Linked DNA regions of Ovis aries: region 1 is linked to region 2. A link is a contact called in public Hi-C data. All regions are on one chromosome and are shown on one strand. Each heading gives the region's core, a stretch centred on a gene start, on an enhancer-like site or on the middle of the called end of the contact. The rest is flanking DNA. Distances are from core to core; before and after follow the strand shown. Region 1 has its middle 55 kb from the start of THAP12. Region 2 holds the start of WNT11 (Wnt family member 11).

The links. Hi-C and Micro-C count contacts between places; a contact is called where the count stands out from the background.
Region 1: a Hi-C map of tail adipose tissue shows a contact between it and region 2, with 5 times the contacts expected there. The contact joins the enhancer-like site here to the promoter of WNT11 in region 2. A contact is called at or near these places in 10 of 16 Hi-C or Micro-C datasets (blood, hypothalamus, liver and 4 more).

The regions. Positions count from the first base shown.
Region 1 is chr15:54,504,798-54,510,881 of ARS-UI_Ramb_v3.0, forward strand. No RefSeq gene overlaps it. Among named protein-coding and RNA genes, the nearest start is that of THAP12, 55 kb to the right of the region's middle. Within about 2 kb of position 1,689, at least 23 of the 54 cell types and tissues checked have an H3K27ac peak or open chromatin away from gene starts, as enhancers often do. A contact at or near this core is called in hypothalamus, liver and tail adipose tissue, where this site is marked.
Region 2 is chr15:54,401,566-54,407,602 of ARS-UI_Ramb_v3.0, forward strand. It overlaps WNT11 (Wnt family member 11), which reads right to left and starts at 1,545. Exons shown (of 6, transcript XM_060399452.1): 1 at 1,301-1,545. It overlaps LOC121816704 (a long non-coding RNA gene), which reads left to right. Exons shown (of 4, transcript XR_006056384.2): 1 at 1-540; 2 at 718-778; 3 at 1,111-6,037.

The sequences.
Region 1 (6,084 bases), core at 439-2,938, 100 kb after region 2:
GCCTCCCAAGGAACCCCTGGCCTAATCCCATGAGACTCCAAGCCCTCCTGGGGGACTAGGCCCAGGTCTGGCCTCTAGAGGTCTGAAGGAGGGGGTACTTTTGCTTCCCCATGAGGATGGCTATAGGCGGAAACCAGATTCGCAAGCTGGAGGAGGAGCTCATGGCAGCCTGGGAAAGAGTACGGCTAAGCCTGCAGTGCTCAGGGCTTTCTGGGAGCTATGGAACTCCACTGGAAACTGGATGACTGAAGGGTCAACAGTGGGGACTCCAGGAGCTCTGTTACCCACCCCTGCAGTCCAAGGTGGGCAAAAGGGCCCTGATCTGCCTTTTGGGAGGTCCAAAGCAGAGCCTTGTGCCTTCCAATCCCAGCCTTAAAATCATTCTGCTAACCCTCTCTGTGACTTCCTTCTGAAAGTTCCAGAAAAGAAGTTTTAGGAGACACTCTTAGTGACCTTTGGTTGGCTCACGGCTGACCAACTTTAGTTGGGGGGAAGAAAGCTCACTCATTGAGCACACCCCTCATGCCTGGCATACAGAACCCTTCAAAGGAGGATTATTATCCCCATTTATGGATGAGGAAAGCAAGGCTGGAGAGAATGAATGACTTTTCCAGGTCACAGAGCAGGCCTGCTAGGATTCTGTGATCTTAACCACCAAGCTGGGCTCCCTTGAAGGCTGCTGCAAAATTAATTCTACAACAATGCAAGACAGCAAATAACCAAACACAAGTTCTGATGTTCTGAAATCCATAAAGGAGCAGGGAAGGCTTCCTGGAAGTGGTGGGGTGAGGCACACACTTAGATCTAAGGCCTTAGATCTAAGCTGGATGGCTAGGAAAGGAGGCGCACATCATGGGAGGAACGCATCATCTTCCCCCTTGCTTCCTGCTTGGGAAAGGGCGGGCCACACATCCGTCATCCTGTCTAGCACTGAGTCCTATCCATAGCCCTCACAAGTTTTCCAGGCCACCTCCTTTCCTGCATTCCCACTGTAGCCACCTTGGCCCAGGCACCATGACCTCTGTCTACAGTCTCCTCACTCATATCCTGCCACCCCTCTATTCCACCTCCCACACCATGCCAGAGTGCTCTTTCCTAAAAGCAAATAAACTGGTCAAAACACATATCCTGCTTACAAGGCTACAATGCCTGCCCCACAGGGGATGGCTCAGATGGTAAAGAATCTGCCTGCAACGTGAGAGACCTGGGCTCCATCCCCGGGTTCGGAAGATCCCCTGGAGAAGGGAATGGCTACCACTCCAGTATTCTTGCCTGGAGAATTACTTCCACGGACAGAGGCTACATTCATGGGGTCGCAATGAGTTGGAAACGACCGAGCAGCTAACAATTTCACACTTTGCCACTTTCTCCAGAGCCATCCTGTGACACTTCACCTTGAACTCAATACTTCATTAACACAAAATACCTGTAATTTCCCCAACTGCCACCCTCTTGGCCTTTTCATATTCTGTTCCTTCGATCCAGATGCGTTCATCTTTCAGAGCTTAGCTTAAATATCCCAGGAAGCCTTCCCTGACCCTTGGGTCGAGTGCAGAACCCTCCTGCAGATTTCCCTCATGGGTCTGTTTGCCTCCGCTGCCAGGGCCCGGCACTTGGGCAGCGCGGGGCTGGAGCTCGGGCGCCGTAGCATTTACCCTATCCGGGACTGCGCATGCGTCCTCAGGCTTGCCAGGCGGAAACGCGCTGACTCGAGTCCAGGCTTCTCCTCCACAGTTCGCGCGCGGAGGAGATGGTCCAGGTCCGGAAGGCGCGCTGGAAAGTCCGTTTCCGCCCGCTCTGACCCAGGGAATATTTATGGGCTGCTGGAGGCTGGTCGGAGGGAGGCGGGGGGCCTCGGCTGCCCGGCAGGCGGGGAGCGCCGTGCACTCGGGTCCCCTGCGGTCCCCGGCGCGGGGCCGGCGCGTGCGGAAAGGGGATCCTGAGCCCCCAACCTCAGGGCGCGTCCGCGGCCTATTAGGGAGGCGACCGCAGCCTGGAACCAAAGAGCCCCCAGCTGTTTCCTCCCATCTCCGGGCGGCGGCGGGTGACTGCGGCAAGGGTCCTGGGGAGGCAGGCAGGTGTGGAAAGTGCCCGCGGCACTTCGGCCTTCGGATCCTCGCGTGACTCTCCCACTTCGCAGGCAGGAAAATGAGGCGGTCCCAAAACAAAGCCAAGAAGGGCGGTGCTGACTCCAGGGTCCCCGCTCTGCCCACTGCGCCGTTTGGCATCAGTGCAGGCCTAGGGCGGTTCATTCTTTGGTGAGCACAAGAATCAAGGGGACAGTTGTTAAAATGCGGATTCTAGGGTCCCTCCTCCCATTGATTAGGTAGGTCTAGGGTGGGAGCCAATAACCAGATTTTTTAAATAAGCAAGAGTCAAATATGAAAAGAGTTCTATTGGATTTAATGCAACTGTACACATTTGTCAAAGCCCATTGAACTGTACATTTAAAGCTTGTGAATTTTATTGTATGGAAATATTTCACAAAAGCTGAATCTGAGAAGTTGAAACCCCCTCTAAAAAAAAAAAGTAATAATAAAATAAGCAAGCGGGCCATACACCACGCATTGTGAAACATTGGTGAAGAGATATTTTGGAATGGGAAGGCTCCCCTCAACTGATGGCCAGGATAAAGCTAGAGTGAAGAGGGTAGGAGATGCAGGGAACCTGGAATTAGAAGGGATGGATTTGAAGTCTGAAACCAACATTTTCTTCTGGGTTACCAGGAGCTAGTGATAAACTTCTCTGTGCCTTCATTTTTTTCTTGCCTAAAATGGAAATAACCTTCCGCCCACTAAGTTCTATGATATCAAAGAGATCTCTGTAAAAATGCTTTGCACACTGACCCACCACCATCATCATTATTTGCTGTCACTGCCAGTCCTCTAGGCAAGGAGAGAAGCCAGGCTGAAGTGGTGGTGGTGATGAGGTCAGATGCCACCTCCTCTGTAAAGCCCACAGGGATTCAGTCACATGGGATGAAGCCCTCCTTCCCCTGGACTGCACAGCACTTGACTTCTTCACGGCTATTCGATGCTCCTTCTCTGCCTGGGGCTGGCTGACTCTGCAGTACATGTGCCATTTTTTCACCAGAATGTGAGATGCTTTGAGGAGCCTCTGAGTTAAGGATAATGTCAGAGAGGCTGGATAGTAGAGACAGGAGTTCAGTCCTGTCACTCATTAGTTGTGGGATCTTGGTCTGTGGATCCACCTCTCTGAGTCTCTGTAGCTATAACCTATGAAAGATTAAGTGGAATGATGTCTGTAAGTTTCTGTAATGTCTATCACTCAGTAAGTCCAACTTGGGTAAAATAAGATATAAGCTTGGGAGACTGAGGAAGGCATCACAAGGGGTGGCTTTTGACCTGCGCTTTTAAAGCTAGGAGAGACTGTAACAGGTAAAGAACTGGTGGGGAGTGCCCCTACAGGCCCTCTTCATATTCTAGTTACACTCTATTTACTTCTATAAATTGGAAGGAGAGAATTCCAGCTCTGAAATGTGTCGCTGTTCATTTAAAAATTGAAATGGGATAAAGATAGCAAGTTGAACACACACTGTGGTCTTTCCTGAAACCAACTAAAACAACAGTAAAGGAATTTAATCAAAATATTGGAAACCAGATTTAGCCAACAAAGAATGGTAACTGACTGACTCCTAAACAGGCAATAAAGAAAGTTGAAGAGCAGCCCAGTTTACACGTGAAACCTCCAAATGGTCCAGGAATTGGCTGTCCCAGGTATTTCTGGAAATTGGGTGGGTGGGGAGGCTTAAAAACAGGAAAATTGTTTGAAAATCTATTTAAGAAGCAGTCAGACTCCAGACTCTCTCCCCAGCTGGTTGAAAAGTGAAGGTCTATTCGCAGGAGAGGTAACAGAGGATTTCTCTTCTGGGAGCACACTGACAACAGGAATAAAGCCAACACTTTGTATGCAATATTGAGGCCTCTAGCCTTCTTTCCCCACTCAGCTACCCAGACTCTGGCTGCCAGCAGAGTACCCTCCAGGCAGGAGACTGGAAGAGTTTTCTCTTGACCAGCTCAACAGATAAGACACAGAATGGCCCAATAGATCCATGTAGACAGCCCCAGTCATGACCATCATGTATCAAGTCTTTCAGTGTCCCATTCTTCATTTATAAGAAGACAGTACAGGATGAGTAAATATTTGAGGAAGGCCTCTAATAAGAGTAAAGTTAAATATTGGGACAAAAAAAGGAACTTAAAAGATAGTGAGTATGCAAAAAGGAGACGTAGGAGAGAACACTGTCATTAATGGTCTTAAGAGACAAGATATTGCGTCCATGAACAAAAATAGGATGCTATGAAAAAAAAAAAAAGAAAAGAAAAACAGAACTCTTGGAAATTAAAACTACAAAAGCAAAAAAAAAAAAAACTTTAAAAAAATGATTGGAATATAAATTTGAGAAAATAGAGCAAAAGGGCCAAGAGATGGAAAACAGAAAAGATATGATAGTTTGCGGACTAGTCAAGCGAACTCAACATCTGAATAACAGGAATTCTAGAAAGAGGGATTAGAGAAAATATCCTAGAATTGAAATACATCAATTTCAGATTCAAATGCCCAGTTGAGGATTCAGCACAACTGATGAAAGTAGATTGACACCAAGACAGCAAAATTTCAGAACCCTGAGAACAAAGAAGTCACAAAAGCTTCCAGTAAAAAAAAAAAATAAGCAGGCTTCATATAAAGGCGTAAGTATCACAATGGGGACTTCCCTGGTGATCCAGTGGCTAAGACTCTGCACTCCCAATGCAAAGGGGCCAGGGTGTGATTCCTGGTCATGGAAATAGATGCTACAACTAAGTTCTCATGCCACAATGAAAAGATCCCACATGCCGCAAATAAGATCCACACCCCACATGGCTGCTCTAGTGCAGCCAAATAAATATTTTTTTAAAGAAAAGAATCATAGTGACATTGGATTTCTAAATAGCAAGGTGAGAACTGAGAGACAGTGGCAAGAGAAAGGTACTTAACACTAAAATGTCCCTTCAAAATGCTGAGGGAAATTATCTCCATCCCCAGATTATACCAGCCAAATGATAATAAAGATTAAAAAGAGTCATGTAAGGTCTCTTTGCGCATCTTCTCAGGAAGCTACTGGAGGATGTGCTGCAACAGCAATGAGTGAGCAAACCAAGAGAAAGGAGGACATGGCATTGAAGGAGAACACAAAGGAGGAGGCAGAGGAATGCCCAGGTCAGTGGTTGTATGGTCGAAAGTAGCTGATCCTGACTGGAACAGGATGGAAGACTCTGAAATCAGAGATTCCTTTAAGAAGGTGAAATTGGTAGACTATCCAGTGCATTTAAACATATTGAGAGGAGATTACATAACTGTAATTGTCATGCTGGAAAGGAAAGGAAAAGTGATCATTGCCTATTACATGGCTCCCTTGTCAGTGCCATTTATACTGCCTAATAATGCACACAGTGAATACTGTTCCGACCAAACCTGTGAGGTAATTATACTGGGAGGGTGACAGGGAACACCAAGTGGACATGTGGGTGTGGAGAGAGCAAGGATAGACGGGGTGGGTGGGGAGAGAAAGGTACTCAACACCAACATAAATCAAGAAGTAGCAACATAAAGAAAGAAATTTAGAATTGAAAGCAATTGCCTCTGCAGAGTGCCAAGTGGCCTGTGTGTATGCATTGAGTAGGGGACTACTATTTTTTATTACCAGCCTTATAGATTTTCTAAACTACGTACATGGACAACCAAAGCCTGTAAAAACTGAGTGAATGGCAAAAAGCTCCTAAGCAAAGGTCACTAGTGCCAGAAGGGCAGTTTGTTTTCAGCCCAAGGCTTAGTCTGACACTGACCAACTCTGAAATGCTAGCAGGAGAGGAACATCCTGGAAGACTCTGGGGAACTGAGTAAATGGAATGCAATTCATCTGTCAAGGGCAAATTCAAATACCATGCCTTCCAGAAGCCACTTTCTGTGGTTCCTGCAACCTCGTGGATACTTCCTGCCCCCTCGCCCCTTAGCCCACTGTCATTATTGTGTTGTCTGGCTTCAACGGGAGATATTCTGTTTGTCCCACCAAGCTGTGAACTC
Region 2 (6,037 bases), core at 295-2,794:
CCCTTGGGATCAGGCGTGTAGTGGACCCGCATCAAAGCACAGTGTCTCTGGAGAGATAAGCGGTCCCTTCCTCCTCCCGCTGGGGAGAAGGCTCAAGCTTCCCGGCTTGCAGTGGGCGAGAGCTGAAACCTCCCTGGCTGTGCACACCGCGGGCACCGCAAGCGTAGCCGCAGGCCCGCTCCAACAGGTGGTTATAAGGCTTGGGCTCTGTAAGGCCCTGGAAACCCCTCTGCCTGAGAGGCTGCCCCTCTGAGCCAGAGTCGACGGGCGCACACCAAACACCCGCGCCGGCCCGGGAACCCGCACCCGGCGCTCGCGCTGTGTCCACGCCGCGAAGGTCGCCTCGGGCCCGGCCCGAAGCCAGGGGGTGCGCAGCTTACAGAGCCGACCCAGAGAGCCGGTGACGCCGAGCGACTGCTTCAAGGTTACCTGCAACGCCAAGCAAGGCGAGGCCCTCAACACGGCTTTGACTCTGGCCGCGAGTCTTGCTAGATGTGCCTGCTGGGCTGCGGACGATGCGCCGGGTGACCCGCGAAACGGGTTAGTTTGGAATTGGGAAGGGTGGGGTGGGGGAACTCGGGGTTCCTCCCACTACCCCCTCTAAGCCAGACCTCGAGCGCCTAAGGACCGTGAGGGTCTTGGAGGTACCTAAGCTCGGGGAGGTGGGAGGTGTGGGGCCCGTGCGCGAGCTCAGCCAGATGTTCCCGGCTGTTCCAGAGGTGCCTCGGGGCCGGGACTGGACTTTCTTCCTCCCTATCTCCCCTAGCCTGGAGCTCAGGTCTGTAAACAAACTCTCGATTCTCCCCCTTCCCCCCACCCCCACCCTGCCGCTTCTGGAAGCAGGTCTCAAAGCGAGCCGTCCGCCCCCGCCCCCAATTTAGTAGGAGCTGCAGTCGTTCTCTGCCTTTTGCCACCTTCTCCCGCCCCACCACACACACCCTCTGCCGCTGGATCCAAGTCCCCCACCCCCGGGATGGCTCGGGCATGACCTCATCCGTGGGCTGACTCGGAGGGAGAGGGTCGAATGGGGCGGGGGGGAGAAGCGGGACTGGAAGGCTCGAGGCAGGCCGCGGGGTCTGTACAGCCTACCTCTACCTCTCATCCGCTTAGAGCCCGCGCCCCGAGGCCCCAGCGGTTGCTCTCAGCGAAGGGACTGCCTGGGAGAGCCACGGAACAGACTTACGGAGGAGGACTGGCTTTGCTTGCCCGGGAGCGGATGCCCAACGGGGTCCCCCACACCCGCCCCCGGTCTGGCAGGTCCCCGCTGAGAGCCCACCCTCTGCCTGCGGCCACGGCTCACCTCCTGGGGCGCTCGCCTGGCCGGGCGGGCCGGGGAGCGGCGAGCGCGGCCCCTGGAGGACCCGAGCGCTCTCCCGGCTGGGCAGGCGGCGGGGGCGTCCTCTTCGCGAGCTGCCTGGAAAGGACGCCCGGGATCCTGGCGAGCCGCGGCCGGCTGGGGTCCCTCGGGGACTGGAGGGCGCTCGGCTCCCCAGGCCTGCGCTCGCTGACTCGACCGAGTTCTGCTCCTCACCCGGCACGGTCTCCAGGCGCGGGCAGCCCGAACTGCTTTATAAGGAGCCGGCAGCTGCTTTGATCCGCCCACGTCAGCGCGCAGAAACCCCATCGGGTGGCTCGGGCCGCGAGCGCGGGGGGCGGGGGCGGGGTCCCCGCGGATGCCACGGACCCGCGGCGCCAGCGGCACGAGAGGACGTCGCACCCTGTGAGCTACAAAGAGACTTACTAATTATAACTCTAACTGGTGGTGTGTACTGAGCGTGCGGGCTGTGAGCCTACTGCGTGCCCGGGGCGCTTGGGGCCCAGGTATGGCTGATTTCTAAACCTGACAGCAAGCCCCGTTTGGATCCTCCACCCTGTCTGGTTGGGCAGAAGAGGAAGCCACGGTTCAGAGGGAAGTCAGACTTAGGTCTGAGTGCGGAGCCCGGGTGTCAGTAGGAGTTGATGTTGAAGCTCCATTACTATAAGCGTCGTGGGTCAAGAGAGCTGCCGTGGCAGCCCAGGACCAGCTTCTCCAGCTCACCTCTCCAGACCTCCTCTGCTCCAGTTCTGGAAACTCTCAGCAAAGAAAAGAGGTGCGAGGACTGTGTGCTGCATGCGAGGCGGCTGTAAACCTTAGGCAACAAGAAGGCAGATGTCCCATCTATGGGATGAGTGTTGGGGAGTCTGCCTGGTCCCGGGGAGACCACCAGCCAAGGACTGGGTTTCAGAAGCTAAAGCAGACTATGGTGCTTCTTGTGCACTATAGACCTAGCCTGGGGCTGGGGCTATGTTTCAGGGGCAACTTCCCTGGGACTGGTTGAGTACCCACACCTTCCACCCCCACCTTGGCCCTTCCTGGCTGATACTACTCCACTCCCATTTCTAACTGCTGGGTCAGGTGCTTTGGATTTCTTGACTTCTGTCTCCCCCCATCCCTTCCACCCCAGGAGCCTCAAGTCCAAGGATAACCTAGTTCATTAGCAGGAGAAACAGATTTGGTGAAAAAAGACTTCTTTCAGGTCCCCAAAACACCTGGTTACTCTTTCCCCTGTTCTTTGCAGCCACCTGTGAAGTGGCTCCCATAGGCTGTCCTAACCTGGCTACAGGTCCCTGCATATACAACACATTCATCTGAGCCCACAGAACCCCCCACATGTTCTCAGCCATGAAAGTATCTCTGCATGTAAGCAGGCAGTCTCCCTTGCACACAGGGCTAGACTTAACCTCCAAATGGTCACAAACACCCTCAGGAGATAGTTGGACAAACCACATGCCCCCACACACTCAGCAGCACATGTAAGTTAAATGGCCATACACGTCTTCAAGATGAGGCTGAACATGCAGACTGTCCGCATCCAGTTTATGCACAAGCACACGTTTCCATGCACACAGTGAGGACACACACAGCTGCCAAGCGGGCAACACCAGTATACATATACTCCTACTTACAGGCAGAGGAATGTCCTTGTGAACACGTGCTGGGACACCCCCATCTCTTCTTCCAGAGCATTGAGGTCAATCCCATTCCAAATGCCATGGGAAGGTAGTGGGGTTTTAGGTGGGGGGTGTGGGAAGGGGCCGTGGGAGACATTACTGCTCCACCTCAGAGGCTTCTAGCAGGGGGTCAAAAGTGTGTCCTGAGCTCTCCCATTCCAAGGCACTCTGGCCATCACAGTCAGAGCCATTCCAGGTGACTTCCATTCAATTGGGATGCATCGTCCTCTGGGTCTAGCCCTTTGCTCACTTCAGCTGCCTCCTAATATTTGCACAAGCAGTCTTTCAGCTAGAAATCTTCTGGCTCCCAGCTAGAGTGGATATAGAAAGCAATTTGAAGTCACACAGACTTGGGTTCCAGTGTTGATTGTGCCCAATTTTATTTTTAGCTGTGTAATTTTGAGCAAGTTGCTTAAATTCCCTGAACCTTAGTTTCTTCATCTATAAAATGGGAAGAATACAGTCCCATCAGATCTGTATTCTCCAAGGTGACGATTAGTACCCCTCTCATAAATGCAGAAGCTGAGGCTCAATACGGAGGTTCTGGCAAGTGTTGGAGCTAATATTTGAACCCAGATCTCTAGGGCTCAGAGTGCACCATAGCTAGTGGCCCCCACTGAAACCAATAGGAGGAGGATAGTGACTTTGTATTCTCCAGAGAGGAGTTGACGGAGGCGAGGAGAAGGTCCCAGGTCTCCTGAAGCCCAGCCTTGAGCCCTGTAGGGCTCTCCAGCTACTCAGCCCTGTATTGTGACTCACAATCCAGACATCAGCTAGGACTGGGACCTCTGCCCTGGACAGGGCGGAAAAGGGGAGAGTAGGGGAGAGGCTGAGGCAGGGGTGGCAAAACCTTGGCTTGAGGGTCAAGGAGACTTGGACAAGAGGCTGCTCCTTCCTGTACCCCAGTCTCCCCACTTGCACAAAGCTGGTGCACTTTACCACCTCAGACATTCTGGGGTTCTCTGAGATACTTGGGAGAAGAATTTTTTCATCTTTAAAATCAGCTGAACTTCCCCCTCCTCTTTCCTCCTATCTCCTGTCAGGAGCCTCCTCAAGGATCAGTGTGGGTCAGGCCTGTGCTGGTGGCCTGGGCTGCTAGCTCCCTTCAGAGGGGAGGAGGCGCTGAGGTGGGCAGGGTAGGCATGCTCTTGGCTACTACTGCTGTGGATGTTAATATAGTTTCCTTCTCCTCAGTTACCCTTGGTGATTCTGGGTATCTGATCACCCAGATGTGCTGGGGGCTTCGTCAGTAGGCTTCTCAGCCCTTGCCTGCCATTGTTCTGGGTTATATACCTTTCCACCTCCCACCCCTGCATACACTGCACCCAGGGGGCACCCAGGAAGGGACACAGTTCCATTTCCCATGCTGACCTCTACTGACCCCTCCACCCACCTCACCTTCCCAGCCTTGGGTCCGAGGCCTTGGTGGAGCTGGGTAGGGGCAAGTTGGCTACTTCCAGGTGACCTGGTTATAGTCCTTAGCCCTGTCAGTGCTTGACTGTATGACAACAGATAATTATTTTTCCCTCTCTGAGCCCATCACCTCATCTGTAAGTGAGGGGGTTGAACTAGATAGACTCCAAGGGCTTTTTCAACTCTAGAACCCACATCTTGGTTCTCCTTACATGATTGTTTTAGGATGAACTGTGAGCAAGGTAGAAACAATGATACCAGAGGGTGCTGTTTTCAGCAATAGGGTGTTTTTCAGAATGGCCTGCCTGGGAAGGCAGGTGAACAGTGGGGCCGAGCAGAATAGCCTAGCCCAGAGGTCCCCTGCTCCAGGGGTCTGCAAGCCCTGTGAGGCCAGATCCTCCAGGCAAGAGGCAGGGGGATCAAATAGCAGCAGACATATCATCAGACACCTGGCCTGACTCTGCTCCTGCGCTCACCCAGGGTGTGACCCTGGATAAGTCACTCAACCTCTGTGGTCCTTGATTTCATCATCTGCAAAATGGGAAACCATGAAACCACTCCTTCCCGAGGTTCCTGGGAGATAACATCATGCACCTACTGTGTGCCAGGCAGTTCTGTTCTTGTGGGTGAGGCAGGCACTGCTCTGAGGCTGAGCAGACTAAGCCCCGGGTCCGTCTGAACATTTATATCATTTATGCCAGGTCTGCAATCCCAGGCCTGTGCCCCACTGAGCTTCTGCCCAGTTCCGGGAAGGGGGACATTCTCCTGCTTCTCAGTCACCTGGGAGGGGGCGCTGTTCTTTTATAAGGCTCAGGGAGCAGGCTTGGGGCTGGTTGGGTTGAGGCAGGAGGTTTCTATCCTGGGTGCAGGTAGCACCACTCCACTGGTCACGTCTACTGAGGGCATTACTTCTGAAAAGCCACTTTCAACTCTCCATTGTTTAATTGGGGTGGTGGCTGCTCAGGAGACAACGTTTGGGTTTCTGGCCTCTTTCAGCTTCTTTTCAACTCCAGCCAAGCCACAGTGCTGCCCCTAGAATGAGAGGAATGGGAAGCAGCAGGCACTAGGGTTGGCAGTGCCTTCTCCAGTTGGGTTTCCCCGTCTCTGGTATGAATACCAGTCAGTGTTTCTGCCACATGGGTCTCACCCTGCATACCCACAGGGCCAGAGATCCGCCACACTCAGTGTCTCCATTGCACACAGGGAGGAACTGAGGCTGAGAGATGTGATGCCTCACATCACTAGGTCACTGGTGCAGGAGACTAGAGGAACCTGGTCTCCCAACACCCAGCCCGTAAGCCATGCACTGCCGCTGGTCTGAACTCTTCCTGGACGTGCCAGCAAGGGAGGTTTTGAGTGCACCAATTCCTCTCATCCTAGGACACACGGTCCCCTTTGAAATATGACTCCATGCAGAGGTGAAGGCTGTGTCCCCACCCTTGATCTGGGCTGGCCTCGTGACTTGCTGATCTCCTTGAGTCAGTGCGGCATGTGACAAAGTGGCGCTGCGCATGCTCTGGAGCCCAGGCTTCAGGGTCTCTGCAGCTTCTGCTCTCAGCCCCATGGAGCCCAGCCCAGCCTCCCCCAGAAGCCCAGGCTGGGCTCTAAATTCAGGGAGAGGCCCTGACACCGC